2 separate regions of the Salmo salar genome follow, and region 2 is linked to region 1. A link is a contact called in public Hi-C data. All regions are on one chromosome and are shown on one strand. Each heading gives the region's core, a stretch centred on a gene start, on an enhancer-like site or on the middle of the called end of the contact. The rest is flanking DNA. Distances are from core to core; before and after follow the strand shown.

What was found. Hi-C and Micro-C count contacts between places; a contact is called where the count stands out from the background.
Region 2: a contact with region 1 is called in a Hi-C map of gill, with 2.6 times the contacts expected there. The contact joins the promoter of LOC106587257 here to the promoter of LOC106587262 in region 1. A contact is called at or near these places in 3 of 3 Hi-C or Micro-C datasets (blood, gill and muscle).

The regions. Positions count from the first base shown.
Region 1 is chrssa26:15,396,331-15,401,670 of Ssal_v3.1, forward strand. It overlaps LOC106587262 (N-acetylgalactosamine-6-sulfatase), which reads right to left and starts at 2,232. Exons shown (of 14, transcript XM_014175497.2): 1 at 1,952-2,232; 2 at 1,488-1,611. The coding sequence starts at 2,068. It overlaps tpc2l (Trafficking protein particle complex subunit 2-like protein), which reads left to right and starts at 2,362. Exons shown (of 5, transcript NM_001141041.1): 1 at 2,362-2,403; 2 at 3,104-3,240; 3 at 3,342-3,429; 4 at 3,519-3,598; 5 at 3,686-4,098. The coding sequence starts at 2,371. The coding sequence ends at 3,731. pabpn1l (PABPN1 like, cytoplasmic) reads right to left here. Exons shown (of 7, transcript XM_014175502.2): 5 at 5,244-5,340; 6 at 4,997-5,084; 7 at 3,851-4,837. The coding sequence ends at 4,517.
Region 2 is chrssa26:15,680,083-15,685,422 of Ssal_v3.1, forward strand. It overlaps LOC106587257 (paraplegin-like), which reads right to left and starts at 2,961. Exons shown (of 17, transcript XM_014175494.2): 1 at 2,032-2,961; 2 at 1,775-1,877; 3 at 1,597-1,689; 4 at 1,233-1,474; 5 at 694-833; 6 at 425-527; 7 at 207-332; 8 at 1-109. The coding sequence starts at 2,274.

The sequences.
Region 1 (5,340 bases), core at 982-3,481:
ACTGTTGTCCTGATTAAAGAAGCAATAAAACTAGCCTTCTTTAGAAGGCCAGCATCCCGGAGTCGCCTCTTCACTGTTGACGATGAGACTGGTGTTTTGCGGGTACTATTTAATAAAGCTGCCAGTTGAGGACTTGGGAGGCGTCGGTTTCTCAAACTAGACACTCTAATGTACTTGCCTCTTGCTCAGTTGTGCACTGGGGCCTCCCACTCCTCTTTGTGCTCTGTGAAGGGAGTAGTACACAGCGTTGCACGAGATCTTCAGTTTCTTGGACATTTCTCGCATGGAATAGCCTTAATTTCTCAGAACAAGAATAGACTGACGAGCTTCAGAAGAAAGTGCTTTGTTTCTGGCCATTTTGAGCCTGTAATCGAACCCACAAATGCTGACGCTCCAGATACTCAACTAGTGTAAAGAAGGCCAGTTTTATTGCTTCTTTAATCAGGACAACAGTTTTCAGCTCTGCTAACATAATTGCAAAAGGGTTTTCTAATGATCAAATAGCCTTTTAAAATGATAAACATGGATTAGCTAACACAATGTGCCATTGGAACACAGGAGTGATGGTTGCTGATAATGGGCCTCTGTACGCCAATGTAGATATTCCATTAAAAAAAATCTGCCGTTTCCAGCTACAATAGTGATTTACAACGTCTACACTGCATTTCTGATCAATTTGATGTTATTTTAAAGGACAAAAAAATTTGCTTTTCTTTAAAAAAAAAAAAAAACAAGGACAATTCTAAGTGACCCCAAACTTTTGAACGGTAGTGTATATGGGAGCTCACCCTGGATATTGTGATTAAGCCACGTACCATTTCAGTATATGATTACTTTTCTAATTAACATTCAGTGGCTGAATCCTCTAATACCCTCTCCGTGGCGTTAATACAAATAGCCAGGTATGATGCACTTGGCTTCCTTCAGGCACTCGCATCACACACACATATGAGATAAGCAATTGATTAGGTCTTATTTGCTTAAATATTAATTAGAAAAAAGAAAAGGGTCGATCTATTTTGCATAACACGTTTATTCAAATTCCCAAATTAGGTATAATTAGCATATTTCAATAGTGTATTATCCCTATTAGCATAATGAGTCTTCTCCCCTCTATCACCCAGACACACACAGCTTAGGCTTCTGATGTATGCGTCACATTGTTTCAAAAGGCTTTTGAAGGATGCCTGCACCTACCACCAACCTCTCACCCAAATCCCACTTAATCACAGTGACGTTACCATCACTGCAACTATTCCTCTACAATGACAATCACAATATTATTGAATTGTTATCATTGACTGTTGCACTGACAGTCAGGTTCTTATGCATGTGGTGCCAATTCCTATCCAGAATTGGTACCACACTAGCTATTCAGACTATGAATTCCTTCTGTCTTTATAATCAGTGTAATATGTTTTTATATCTATGAATTCAAGAGGATTGGGACTTTAATCAAGTATGACATGTATGTAGCTGACACTCACATGGAGAGCAGAGGGGGTTAGCTGCGTAGAAGTTGGGGAACAGCATCCCCTGGGCAGCCATGGAGTCAAGGTTTGGGGTCTCCTTGGAGGGCTGGCCAAACACTCCCAAATCTCCCCAGCCCATCTAAAAACATTAGAGGAACAAGCTGTCAAATGTTAGTGGATCATCATGCTCTGATAAGCAGACTTTACATTAGAACACAACATCTCAAATAGAGTTGCAGAGAAATGGTTACCATGTCCTGACAGAGACCATATACAAAGCATATGTTGGCATGCTGTGTATTATTGTATGTCAATATGTCAAGTATACGTGGTATATAATCAGAGAGGACACAGCCAGTCATGTCAGCATTCCATTTGAGTAATCATGCCACAGGTTTTCGAGATTATAAAAGTTAGTTTTTCAAGTCTCATCCCCCAAAAGTAACACTCCCCAAACTAAAAATACATCAACATCTTACGTCATCCATAAGAATGATGATAATGTTCGGAGTCGACTTGTTTGAAGAAGTATCTGCCCAAAAACAACATATTAAACTACAAAACAATATCAAAGTTTGAATTAGACAGACATCCATTGCACAAAGCAAGACGAAGAACGCGATGAGGAAGTGTCACATGATAACACATTCAGGAAGCACATGACGATCTCTCGTTGTTTGCTTTCACGAGCTTTTTTTAGCGCAACACTTGCGCATATTCAAGTGGGTGAAGCTGACTTTACTATCCGATGTAGACACGCTTAAAAACACAAGTCCCGTTATTTTCCATGAACAGTTACACAAAATTACGGGAGAAATTGAAGTTGTCTGACTTGTCTTTAGCTAGCACACACAGTCACGTGATACGCCTTGGCAGGCACAGCAGACATAATTCCAAGATGGCGGTCTGTATCGCTGTCATTGCTAAAGAGGTAAAATGAAACAAGAATGCTATTTACATCGACATTTGATGGAATGTAATTTGCTTTTTTTTTTTTATGCACTAGCCTCCAATGGGAAAGGAGGATACCTAGTCAGTTGTACAACTGAATGCATTCAACTGAAATGTGTCTTCCGCATTTAACCCAACCCCTCTACGAACCTGAGTGGTGACTGTGATGCTATAAGGCTAGGTAGTGGCTAGCCAGCTGGGCTAACTAGTTAGTTAGCTAAATTGAGTATGGCCTATTTAGAACTGACTAGCTAGTTAGTAGCCTATGTCGTAGAGTTCATTTGAGAGATAAGCATACAATAATAATGCATCAAGTCAGACTTCAGGTGAAAGTTTCAGGCGTAGTTCGCTATTCGTATTCAATTCATATGCAGATCAATGCTGTTCTTCAATCTTGGTCCAAACCAAAGGTTGAGTTTTTTTTTTTTTTAAATTCTAGTCCAACACAGCCAATGTTAACAAACTAGCTAATCATTAAGCCCGCAGGTGTGTTAGTGTTGGGCTGGAACAAAAGATTGCACACCCTCAACCTGTGGTCCAGCACCATATACATTCTATCTGCAAGTATTTGGCAAGTTTAACTTTTGTGATGAATTGAGGTTTTATTATGTAAGGTTGCACTAATTAATGCCCTATTCTGTTAGAATTATCCTCTGTTCATCCGAAGTGTACCTGTACAGAATGAACTGAAGTTCCACTACACGGTGCATACCTCTCTGGATGTGGTGGAAGAGAAGATTTCAGCAGTCGGCAAAGCTATGGCAGACCAGAGAGAGCTTTACCTTGGGTTGCTGTACCCAACAGAGGACCAGAAAGTGTATCCTTCTCATTTGAAAAAAAATGGTATATTTCATTCCTGTCTGCATCATGTTTTTTCTCCTATCAAATTGAATGTATACTCCTTTACCGACATACCAGATATGGCTATGTGACAAACTCCAAGGTGAAGTTTGTCATTGTCGTGGACTCGTCAAACACATCTCTGCGGGACAATGAGATTAGAAGTGTAAGTCAACCCCTGACTGTATGGTTCGCTTAATGGCTTTCAGAGGGATCTGATTTTTATGAAACTACTTGACACATTCTTTCCTTCAGATGTTCAGAAAGCTACACAACTCATTTACTGATGTGATGTGCAACCCATTCTACAATCCTGGAGACACCATTCAGTCTAAGTGAGCTATCCCCACTACAGTGTTAATTATGTAATGGTGTATATCAAAATTGCTATAATCATTGTGATTTACACCTTTTTTCTCCAGGGCCTTTGACAGCATGGTGTCTGCAATGATGGTGCAAGCTAGCTGATATTTTCTTGAACATCTGTACATAATTTCCTGAAACACTTTACATGTTGCTTTGTGTATAACAGTGAAATAAACTATGTCCATCAGAACCTCCATTTACTCCATTTCAAAGAAGCACTATCAAGTGTAATTCATTTATTCATTTCTAAAGCAAAAGATGTTTGACAAATTATATACAGCGATAAACATTGCTTCAAGTACAGAGCAACTCAATCGCTCAAACTGCCAATTGCATGTCAATATAGTTACAAAAGAAAGCCAATCACACCAAATGTTATCATTTGTGTTTGGTGTTTTACAACAACTATACTTACAAGCTCGATAGCCACACACCAACAAAATGAGTGATCTGATCAAAACATCCTTACAAAAAAAAAATAAGTATCTGACATGGCAAATGGCTGTGCATTCAAAAAGTTATTGGGGTAAATAATGGCACAGAAACTGCTCAAGAAATAAAATAACACCATAGGCACAATCTTTAACCGTATTAAGCAGCAAACCAAGGCTGGCCTCGTCCATTTCCTACAATAAGAGGACAAAATGGCCATTGCAAAGTCTGTCTTGTTAGGATTAAGTTGCAATAACTTTTTATGGAGGCTGTTAACAAAAGTTGCCATATGAATTAATTCAATGAGGTTGAAATCTGCTTTTCTCTCGATTTCTGCCCATTAACATGCATTGAAAATAATTTGCAAATGAGTCGAGTAGAGATGAGCAAGTCACGATTTCCTGAAATTCTCATTCCATGTTGATATCAAACAATCACTTGAATCCAGACGTGATTCAGTAGTGTTGCGGCGGGTGCATGTGTCCACTGTGCCCTGGCCCCGAGTGGTCAGTGGGTGGGGTTATGAGGAGAAGGCATGGGTGCCGTTTAGGGCCCTGCTCACGGTGCTCAGGAACCCCCCAGTGTCTCTTCCCAGCTGGGGGCCCGTAGGGGTGTGGTGAGACTGACCTGGCCGGGCCAGTATTGTAGCGGAACCTGCCCTGTTGATACCCATTGTATCTGGGTGGGTGGAAACCTCGTCCCCTGGATCGAGCACCTCTGTGAATCCCCCTGTCTGTGGTGCTGATTCCTGGCATGTTGGTCCTTTTAGGCAATACCTGCAATGCAAAGGCCACAGAAACAACCTACTAAAAGACCTGGAATCATAATTTACAATTAACAGGAAAACGTAATTCTGCTCAATTTATTCATGAATGTGCAACTTTATCAATCAAGTGTGTTTTGAGTTTAGAATTCAGGTTTCCCTTCCAACTAACCTTTATGACTCTGTCTCTGAATACCGTCTCATCCAGGCTCATGGCAGTCTGCACAGACTCCCTGTCATGGAACTCAATATATGCAAAACTGGGAGAAAGAAAGTCGTTAACAATTTGAGTATGTGATTGTGTATAAGTTAACAGAACATACAAAATGTCCAAGAAACAAATAAAATGGTGCATAAACTATGTAATTGGACTTTGCATTGAAACTGCGGTCCCACATGGGATGGATAGTTAACCTCACCCCTTGGGATGGCCAGAGAATTTGTCACAAAGGATGGTTACTCTGTTGACAGGACCACAGCCATTGAAATGGATCTCCAACTCATCTGCAGTGGCAC
Region 2 (5,340 bases), core at 1,711-4,210, 280 kb after region 1:
CCTCTGTGGCCACAGCCTTGGCCAGCAGAGTCTTTCCACAGCCTGGGGGCCCTAGCAGCAGGGAGCCCTTAGGGACTTTGGCCCCCAGGTTGAGGTACCTGTCTGGGCACTGCCAAGAGAAATCAGGGGTCAGCAAGACACTGAGGTACCTGGTGACATTGCTAATAACCGTCACACAAATCACCTCTTTACATTTTCCATCTTACCTTCAAATAGTCAACAAACTCCTTCACCTCCATTTTTGCCTCGTGCATGCCCGCCACATCTTTGAAACTCACACCCTTCCCAGACTTGCCATTCACAATAGTGAACTTGGCCATTTTCAGCTGGTTCTGTTGAGCACGTCACAGACAAGCATGAGAAACACAACAAAATGGCTAAGACCACTAGTAAAGAAAAAAACAGTTCAACAGCCCCTACTTACAAATGCACTGAAGCCTCCCTCTTTTCCACCCATGCCGGCCAGGCGGAAAATATACCACAGGATTGCCACCCCAATGGCAGCCATTCCAAGGGCATAAAGTGCACTGTAAAGTGCACAGAGACAAAAGCAGCATTGTACCAATGCCATGGAAAATCATATTACATGTTATTGCGGTATAAACATATTACCTAACCATGGCATGAATGTGATATTCATTCTTTCATGATCACATCACAGATACATCTGTTGGTTGAGAGTCAGGTACTCACTTTCCAAAGAAGCCAGTGCGCTTGTAGGAGACTGGTATCCTGTCCTTGGCGTCAATGTTCAGCTCCTCTTCTGCAGCTCTGAGCTTCTCCTCAAATTTGTCAATGTTGGCCACCTGCATACGGTACATCAGAGCCAGCCTCTGCACACAGATGGATGGAGGAAGCGTGTGAAGGGGGGCATATTTCACTGAACATCATCTAGATTCCTGTGCTTATAAATAGGTGACATGGCCATCGCAACATTAAAGTGGGGATGGAATGTATCAAGATTCTAAAAGCTGAGGGGTAGACTACAAAGTAGGATCAATGAGTTAGCCAGCTAACATTGATAAGCAACCAGCAATAACTATTGATTTTCTGGTTAATTAAAAAGCTAAATTTAGATATTGATTCAACAAATGAAAACGCATTAGACCAAGCTCATCTTTCTAAAAAACTATCTGAATATTTAGGCAAGTTAACTGGCAAACCCCTTGATTCTGCTTGGTGGTATACTGTACATCAGTGTCCAGATTCTAGAATGAGGAAAAGGAACGTACAGGCCTTCCGAAGATGACTGCTCCAGGGTGGAGGTAGATTTCCACCATGTCGCTCTCCGGGACCACCTGCACACGAGATACCTCACCCTTGGCCAGCATCTCATTGACAAAGTCATTCCAGGAGATGTTTCCCCCGCTGGTATTGATGGAGTTGAGGAGGCTCATGACGAGGGCGATGATGAAGAGAGTGCGCAGACGTTCCCTGTACATCTGATCCTCTTGCTCCCGCCGCTTCTTCTCCTCTGAAAGACAATGGGGAACTAAGAGGGGCAGCTAACAACTCACCTGTGTCATCATGGCACAAGATAGCTAGTATAAAGGACTGTAGCCTGAATGCAATGCTGTGTTGAGGTTTCTTACTGACCTTCATCTTCCTCTGGAGTTTTTCCCTTGGGTCCATCACTGTTCTTTTGATCTTGTTGTTTAGACTGAGATGAGCTGAAATTATTTGTGGAACCTGCAATGATAGGTTACTAGTCAGTGTCATCAGACTGGGAAATATTAGATCATCTTCAAATTAGTGGGTGGGGGTGGCTGCATACCTAAAATATTCCACAGGCCAACAGGGTTTTTGAACAAGCTGTTCTTGATCAGTAGCTTACTTACTGCAGTCAATCCGGGACTCATGGGTCTGTGTAGCAGTTGCTGGAGAAAGAAGTGGTAACATAATATTAGACAAGGACCTTTTCCTGTTGCTCACAGTTACAGTAGCTAAGTACATGACAGAGGATATGTACTTATGTGTGATATGAATGACAGTCAGCTACTGTCATGGTGGAAACAAAGACAGGCAACTAACCTGAATGAGCCCAGGGTTGAGGCCATTATATGGTTGAGTCACCAATGGACGAAGTGAGCATGATAACATTTTACAGTTCATACATGTCGATAGCTGCAGTTTGGCGCCATCGTTGTTTGGACGCTTGTTGACAAATTGACAGTTGCTGCGTCCTGACACCGTCCATATTATCGTCTTGTAATTTCTACAAGAACTGGCACGTCGCAGAGCTGCCATTTCCCTGCCTGCTAGGCTACCGAACATTCGCACAGGTTAGATACAACTACAGTATAGCTGGCTAGCTAATAAAACTGACATGGTCACCATTAACAGTGCATTCACTACCTGGCTAGCCAACGTCAGTAATGACAATAGGCTTTCGACCTTGAGATTGCAGCAGTGGTCAGCGCGGTATTTTGTTATAAAAAAGAGAACTACATAGTTAGCTAGCTGTTGTTATTCAACATAAGTATAATAAATATGGTTTGCTACATTAAAGACATATCACTCCTTACACTGATCCGTCCTCAGTACATGTACAACTGTCTATGTATCTTAAACGACAAGGTTTCGTTCACAAATCCTTTGATATGCTCTGAAATGTAGATGTACCCATCATTCTGTTTTGGTAACGAATTTGTATCATTGAAGCAAGGTCAGTGAATTAAATAGGTATTCCAATTCCTTGTTAGGCTGACCACGAGAGCAAATAAGCACATAGATATCCTGACACATTTAAAAAGTGTTTGCTGAACCCCGAACTTTAACCCCAAGAGATACGTATCCCTTGACCAAAGAGTATCTATATATCTGATTTGATTCTATGTTCACGCTGAGATAGACATAACTTTCAATTTGCGGAAAATATATAATTTATTGTCAATAAACTAATATTAGACTAGGACCTTTTCCTGTTGCTCACAGTTACAGTAGCTACAGTACATCAAATAAAATATTCAGTACTGAACGGCCCTTTGACCCTTATCGGGTTACGTCACGATATTGCTTCATGAGCGCTCTACCTGCGCAGGATTTTCACATCCCGCAAACACGTTCCTTGAGATAAAAATGGCACAAAGAATAGATGCTAACTGTAATAAAATACAAAAATACACTTATTATTGACAATGTGTTTGTGCGCTGATACATCATTGTATTTTACTGTATCTGCCTCTTGTGTATGCTAAATAATGTCTCTATGGACTTCTCTGCTGTAGTTACAAAAGTAGCCACCAGAGGTAGCTATGGCATCGAGCATTCATTGTGTTTATATTTAGAAATAAATAAAATTTCTAATACTTTTATCAGTAAGATCATGGTGAAACAGCTTTGAGAGTTTTGTTGTTGTTTTCTTGTTCCTAAAGGTTTGTGTATGACATTGTGATTGTAAAAGCTGCCCTGCCTAAGAAATACCAGACAAAATCTGACCTTTAAATAAAGGTTAAAAATTTTTTAAATTGCCTGGTAGACTATACCAAAAATGATATACTCTGTGGTACAAGACTGAAGTAGAGCAGTTTGGGTGCTTCCTTGGTGTCCACATCACTAAGGATATATCATGGTCCAAACACACCAACACAATTGTGAAGTGGTCACGACAACACCTCTTCCCTCAGGAGGCTGAAAATAATTTGCAATGGGCCTTTCAGATCCTCAAAAAGTTCCATAGCTGCGTCCTTGATGTCAGGGAGCTTGACTCCAGTGTTGTACTGGGCCACACGCACTACCCTCTGTAACACCTTGCAGTCAGATTCCAAGCAGTTGCCATTCCAAGCAGTGATGCAGCCAGTCAAGGTGCAGCTATGGAACTTTTTGAGGATCTGAAAGGCCCATTGCAAATTATTTTCAGCCTCCTGAGGGAAGAGGTGTTGTCGTGACCACTTCACAATTGTGTTGGTGTGTTTGGACCATGATAGATCCTTAGTGATGTGGACACCAAGGAAGCACCCAAACTGCTCTACTTCAGTCTTGTACCACAGAGTATATCATTTTTGGTATAGTCTACAAGGACCTCTACACTAGGTGGTGTCAGAGGAAAGCATGAAAATTGTCAAAGACTGCAGCCACCCAAGTCATAGGCTGTTCTCTCCTGCTACCGCATGGCAAACGGTAACGATTAGTTAAATAGTTAACCATATAGAGGTACAGATTAGTTAAATAGTTAACCAAATATTTGCATTTACCTATTTTGCATAAACTTTTTTGATCACATACACTGCTGCTATTGTCTATTATCTGTCACTTTATTTCTAGTTATATGTACATATCTACCTCAATTACCTTGTACCCCTGCACATGGACTCGGTACTGGTACCTCTTCTATATAGCCAAGTTATTGTTACTTATTGTGTATCTAATATTATTATGTGTTTTACTTTACTATTTACAATTATTTTTATATTTTCTTTCTCTCTGCATTGTTGGGAAGGGCCCGTAAGTAAGCATTTCACTGTTAGTCCACACCTGTTGTTTACGAAGCATGTCACATAAAAAAAAGTTATCCTAAAAGCATGCAGTACAACGTGTATGTCCATTTAATATGGTAGAGGACCTAAAAACAAATCATGTTTTGAAAGAAAATAAAGGCCCATCCTATCACCGTGACGAACATTTAAATAAGCCAATGAGGAAATAGATTCAATATATATTTTTTTATCTTAACCAATGATAGCGCTTCTTACATCTCCGTGCATGTCATGTTGTCGCCCAGCAGAGGACGCTCTTCAATGGGTGCAATCGATATGCATTACCAAACAACCCAAACCCGTCTCACTTTCAAAGTGTGCAGAGATCATCATCATCAACAACATTACGATATTGAGACTGTAGTTGTCAACGGTAAGAAATCATGTATTGATGATCGCACTGAGAAAGAGTGTTTTGGAAGTGAAATAGGCTATTCAGACCTGTCCTACCTGTGATCTGGACATTTGGGTCAGACTAGGGTGCTAGTTACCTGTAAAGGTGCTTTGGTTATAACTGACATCATGAGTAGGACTACGATAAGATTCAAGTATGCAATAATATGTTTGTTCAGGTGAATGATAATAATACGATATGAGGTGTCTCACTCCATCACGATGGGCGAGGTAAGTCAAGTGCACCCAACCTTCGTACTCCATTTCCTTTGCTTGCTCTCCCAACTGTATAATGGAGATGGGTCCCCAACCATGGAAACTGAAGTACTCGGTCAACCATGTTCGCGCCTTCATATTATTGTATCAATGTAGATTTAGTACTTTGATTTGATCCATAATGGCGCCGGTTTCATCGGTGCACAAATAGTACCCGCCCACATTCAAGAGCCAATCACAATCACTGTTTCATTTG